2 separate regions of the Cricetulus griseus genome follow, and region 2 is linked to region 1. Evidence: chromatin contacts called from public Micro-C data. All regions are on one chromosome and are shown on one strand. The core of a region is the stretch at or near the end of the contact, and the rest is flanking DNA. Distances in the headings are between cores, read along the strand shown.

Region 1 (2,709 bases), core at 193-2,692:
CTATCAATACAAATGCCAGCCATGGTATTTATGTATATTATATGTATATCTGTGCCTCATACATAAAAAGTAAGACACTGCCTTTGGAATGGGTATGCTCTCTGCTAAGACTATGTGGTATGTAACCTTGCTCAAACGAATTCTGAAAAATACAGTAAGAAAACTATACAGAGATCCGTGAAGTGAAGAATTTTCTCTGACCTCTGTTGGAAAAGTTTCCCAAACAGATTCTTCATAATGCTGGTAACTGATTATTCCAAATCAAATAATTTCCTCTGTACTTAATTATATAACTATACCAGACCTTGAATAAGCCCAATCGGTTCAGGTGTTTACAACAAATAAATGTGTGATGACAATTTTAAATGCAAGATGATTAATCGCTCTAAAAAAGATTAACTCTTTACTCGTGATGATGGGGTGTAAAAAAAAAAAAGAGCCAGAGTAAAGGGGGAGTTTTATGGAATAATGATTTACAGGCACGGCAAGACTGCTGCAATCTAGAACTCGCACCAGCTACGATTACCTGCATTTGATCTGCACAGGACTGAACCTGGCAATATCTTGTAATGAAAAGGGGAGGAGCTCACGGTTGGTGCGGGAGGACGAAACACTTTCTTGGGTGGCGTGGCCACTTGAAAGCCATGAGCTGGTAAGTGACGGTTCGACTTCAGATCCAGTCCAGAAACCCCATTCCGGCCTATTTTCAAGCAAACTCAGACTTCTTCCCCAGGCCCATGATCTATTTTCTGCTCGCTGTCACCTCCCTACCGACAGCAGAAGTATGCCGAATTGACAATGACTGACTAGAGAAGAGGGAGCCCCCCCTGTGATAACAGCAAGGGCGCAGAGTGCATTGCGTGGCAAACGGGTGCAGAGGGAGACGTGGGTGCCTGACTCCTATCGCTACCATCTCTCTCAAAAGAGCAGCCAAGGCGCCACTGCAGACCTCTGGGTCCCCGCAGCTCGGCGGGTCCGCGCAGAGCCAGGGGCAGCGGGCAGGGGCGGGAGGTCTGGTTCCCACCCACCCACCGCGCCATCGCCGCCCACCTCGCAGTGCAAGAGCTCCGTGTCGGGTTCCTTCCCCGCCGCGATGCGGCAGAACACGCAGGCGCTGTCGTAGTCCCCGGGCTCCGAGGTCCCGGGCGAGGACGCCGCAGGTCCCGCTTTGGGGGCTGCCACACTGTCAGGAGGAGCCCGGTCCCCAGCTAGGTCCGCTTGCTTCTCAGCCATGGCGGCCGAGAGGCACGTCAAGCCCAGCCCAGCTGAGGAGGGCCCGCCGCGCCCGCGCGCGCGCGCGACTGCCGGCCCAGGAGTCGCCGCCCCTGCCTGGCCTTCCTAGCGACAGCAAGCTGGCGCTCGGGCAGCGCCACACTCCGGGAGAGGGAGCCGAGCGACGGCGCGCGGCCTCGGACCCGGCCTCCATTAGAGGGCGAGCGAGGACGTCTCCAGGACCCGCCCCTCCCCCGCGCGGCGCGCCGATGATGACGCGCTGCCGCGCCGATGATGACGTGCTTGCTCAGCCGCGGGAGCCCGCTACCCCAACGCCTTGTTCCGCGCTCGCTGCCTGAGGTGCTTGGGAGTTGCCAATGACCTTGGTCTAAAGTGCAAGGGCGTTGTTCACCGCTTCTCTGCAGTGGCGCTGCCATCACGAAAAGAAACAGTACAAAAGAAAAGTTTGGTTTTTTTAAGGCTTTAAAAGGACGAGCAAAGTCAATGTCCCGTGTTTGCCGTGTACTTGTTCGGCCACAGTAATTTCAGGGTCTGAAACTAAAAAAGGCCAAACTGAACTTCACACCTGTTTATTTTTTGTCGTGGACGGTACAGTGTAAACCCAAACAAGGATCTTTCCCATCGCATATATGTCACGTACAAAGAAAAGACAGTACTTCAGGAGTTCCCCGCTAGCTCTTGGGCTTGTATGATTTGGTTGGTTCATTGCAAGAATGTTCTCTTCCTCCCCTAGGATTTAGAAGTGGGGAGAATTTGGTAACAATTATGCCCGCTGAGAAAGTACCTTAGGTGTGATTTGACCTCAGCTTTTACAATACATAGCTGAACACCAAATATGCACTGTTTCTTTAATTGTGAAGCTGCCCAAGAATGATTTTTTTTTTTACTTACAGCTCTACAGAAAGAAATAGATTCAGAGTTTTTTTCCTGTCACATAAATGATGACACAGTTCAACATTTATGGATTCTAGAATCCATAGAAATTTTTTGTTATTGTTATACACTTTTGTTTTGAGATGAGGTCTGGATGAGTAGCCAAGGCTGGCCTTACCTGGGAGTCTTCCTGCCTCAGCCTCATAGTACTGTGCTGGCCACGCTTCTCTTTTGAGGCTGAAATTTTACATGGAATCTTATTATAATAGTTGTGACACTGGTGCCTGTTGATTTAATAACAACAATAATAGTTACTTAGTGTGATATTGCATTCTGTAATGATGTTAGGTGAATTAGGCAGTTGTCCAAAACAGTAACATATGTTAGGTAAAAGTACATACACGTTCAAGACACGTTTCATTCACTTTGTAGTTAGCCACCTGGGTGGAGAATCACTATAGTAGCTTCACAGATCCTCAGAAGGGGAGATAGAATTCAGAATCAGAAAATTAGACCTTGCCAAACTTAAGTATTATTATTTTCCTTTTGTGTTTTATGCCTGTATGTATTATACATAATATATTATACCTATATTATTATATA
Region 2 (3,068 bases), core at 423-2,922, 97 kb after region 1:
TTCTTTTTAAAAATATTTATTTTATAACTATCTATATCTACATATACATATCTATATCTATATATGGATGTTTTGCCTGAATGCATGTCTGTGCACCATATGAATGCAGTGACTGAGGAGGCCAAAAGGGGCATTGGGTCCTCTGGAACTGGAGTTATAGACAGTTGTGAGTTGCCACAAGGATACTGGGAACTGAACCTGGGTTCCCTATAAGTGCAGCAAAAGTTCTTAGCCTATGAAACCTCTCTCCATGCCCCCTACACAACTTCTTAAACAATATAAATAGAAGTTAAGAAAAGTTCTGTGTACCAGCAAATATAAATGCAAGCACAGAAAGGTGGAATTCACTTGCTCTAGAAGCACTATGATATTTACTGCCCCTAGATGCTGTGCTAGATACTGGCCTTGAGTTCTCTAATGCAATCTGCCTTAATGTGATACTTCCTTTCCTACTCTTCTCAGAAACAAAATAGAACATTTACAGAATAAGGTCCATGCTGCTATAATGAGGCAATTCTAGTGACTCCATCTTTCCAAAACACTCTTTGTTGTCAACTTATTGAGATGTCAGGAGATGGTAATGACTTACTACCCAAGGCTTCAGTGAGTCACAGATACATCTATCTGAAAAAGCAAGACTATCACTTTGTCAAAATATTCTTCTGCAATGCATAATATTCAATAAACAAAGGGAAAAAACTCCTGTAGAGCATAGTGGTACAGGGAGGCAGAGGCAGGTGAATCTGTGAGTTTGAGGCCAGCATGTTCCAGGGCAGCCAGAACTATATAGTGAGGCCCTGTCTTGAGATAAAACAAACTAACTCCCTCATAACTTGTGTACCCAGATAATACAACTCTCACTTACACCTCTTCGGTCTGCCTTTCTGAGCCCAAGCTGCCACTTACCACCACTAGCTTCTTCTTTTGCATCTGTTTGTTCCTTGTATCACAACTTTTACACAGACACACTCACATCTGTAAGGAACACTTAACTAGGCCCGTTGAGAGAAACGACTTAGCCTTTCAAAAACACCTCCAAACAAAAACTCCATCACTTTCCTTCCTCATTCTTGAGTTTCCAAACATGCCATGTACTGACTTTGTTCTTTTTCTTCCTCAGACACTATGCTAATTAGCATATACTGTTCTGTCTTTGAGTAAAATTTCTCCTCAGAACTTCATTTCTCTAAGGTCCTGTCTCAGACCAGCATAACCTGCCTTCATCACTTCGGATTCATCCATGAAATAACGGGGATCCCCCAAGTTTGAGTTTTACAGGTCTAAATCCTTAGCATCCTCAAATCTGTTGACTTTCCTGCCACAGCCAGAGTAACACCACAGAAAGAAGCAGGGCCCTGGAACAGGAATGACTCTTTACTCAAGGTCTGATGCTCCCCCTAGTGGTACAGAACTATGGCATCTAGAAGGAAACAGAAAGATTCTGTGAGGCCAATCAAATCTGAGGCCTTGTTTGTCAGAGACAAATGGTCAAATGTGGTAAGAGCCAATGAGGCCTGAAATTTAGAGGTTCACCCAGAGGCTTGATCCCTGCACTGGATTTTCCTGATGAAAGTTGCCCCAAATCTCCAAGCCAGTGGCCATCACTGCCATTCTTAGGAGATGACATCTCTTTACTCATTGCTACCAAGGAAAACCACATGCCAATTTCAATGCAGTGACTGTACTGTTACCAATATCCTAGAGAATTCAACAAATAAAACCAGAGTATTCATTCAACTATACACTCGTCTTCAGGACAGGTATGTAACTGAGTCAGCAAAGTATGTATGAAGACCTGAGCTTGATCTCCAGTACATATACATATACATATACATATACATACATGCATACATACACATATATGTCTGGTAGGATGGCCCACATAATCTCAGCACTGGGAGGCAGAGATAGAACTTTGGGACTTCCTTGATAGCCAGGCTAGCCTACTAGATGAGTTATAGGCCACTAAGAGACCCTGTACAAAATACAAAGTAGATGGTGACTCTGTAATGACACTTCAGGTTGGCTTCTACACATGAACACAGAAGTCTCTCTCTCTCTCTCTCTCTCTCTCTCTCTCTCTCTCTCTCTCTCTCTCTCTCACACACACACACACACACACACACACACTCTCTCTCTCTCTCTCTCTCACACACACACACTCACACTCACACACACACTCTCTCTCTCTCTCTCTCTCTCTCTCTCTCTCTCTCTCTCACACACACACACACACACACACACACACACACACGAGCACCTGTCATGGTGGAGGTACTACAGGGTCTCAATCATCCCAGCCTGCAAACAGAGAATGGATAAAATCATGAAAATGCAGGACAGAGCCAGGAAGGTATTCCCAGAAGATGAGGTAACTGAACTGATTTTGTGAGGTCAGGAAAAGTTAGTGAGGTAAAGACAAAGAGTGTTATCTTAAACTCAACAATATATGTTCAACAGATTCCTCTACAGGAGGAAGTCATTTTAAAAAAGCAACAAGTCACACAAGACAAGACAAAATGCAACTTTCTTTAATTCTCTTTCTTTTGGAAGGGAGTACACTGATATGTTAAATTGTAAGTGTAAGCATATTAATGACTCAGGCACCTCATTCACCAGGGTGGAATGTACAGGACTATTGAGCACATTGGTGGATTGAAAGTAATGTCACCAACTTCGCTGTAGGTCACAGTGTTTAACCATCTTTGCCCTCTGCAATGCTAAAAGCTCCATGTTCACTGCTGAGGGCAGACTCTTCATGGGTAACTGTTGGAGCAATGGCTGTGAGGCAGCTCTCACCACCGTCTCACTGCCACACAGCGTATCCTTGACAGGCACAGTGTCACTTTCTCAGTGCTGTGATACTGTACCCGGTAAAGTAACTGAGGAAGGAAGGGCGTGCTCAGGCTCACAATTTAATGCACAGACCGTTCTGATGGTCAGAGAAGCAGGGGGTGAAGCCGCTGGTCATGATGCATCCTCAGCCAGCAAACAAGGAGCAATTGGTGTTTGTGCTCAGGGAACGGTGCTACCCACTTTCAAGATGGATTCTCCCACCTCAACTAACC

What was found. A called contact is a pair of places that touch in the nucleus more often than the background predicts.
Region 2: a Micro-C map of the CHO-K1 cell line shows a contact between it and region 1, with 5 times the contacts expected there. The contact joins the enhancer-like site here to the promoter of LOC100774416 in region 1. A contact is called at or near these places in 6 of 8 Hi-C or Micro-C datasets (the CHK-Q cell line, the CHL-YN cell line, the CHO-K1 cell line and 2 more).

Annotation. Positions count from the first base shown.
Region 1 is chr2:248,927,708-248,930,416 of CriGri-PICRH-1.0, forward strand. LOC100774416 (tRNA (guanine(10)-N2)-methyltransferase homolog) reads right to left here and starts at 1,443. Exons shown (of 16, transcript XM_027398419.2): 1 at 1,051-1,443. The coding sequence starts at 1,233.
Region 2 is chr2:249,024,014-249,027,081 of CriGri-PICRH-1.0, forward strand. All of the region lies in intron 3 of Ncoa7 (nuclear receptor coactivator 7), which reads right to left. Among named protein-coding and RNA genes, the nearest start is that of Ncoa7, 69 kb to the right of the region's middle. Within about 2 kb of position 1,673, at least 2 of the 6 cell types and tissues checked have open chromatin away from gene starts, as enhancers often do. A contact at or near this core is called in the CHO-K1 cell line and fibroblasts, where this site is marked.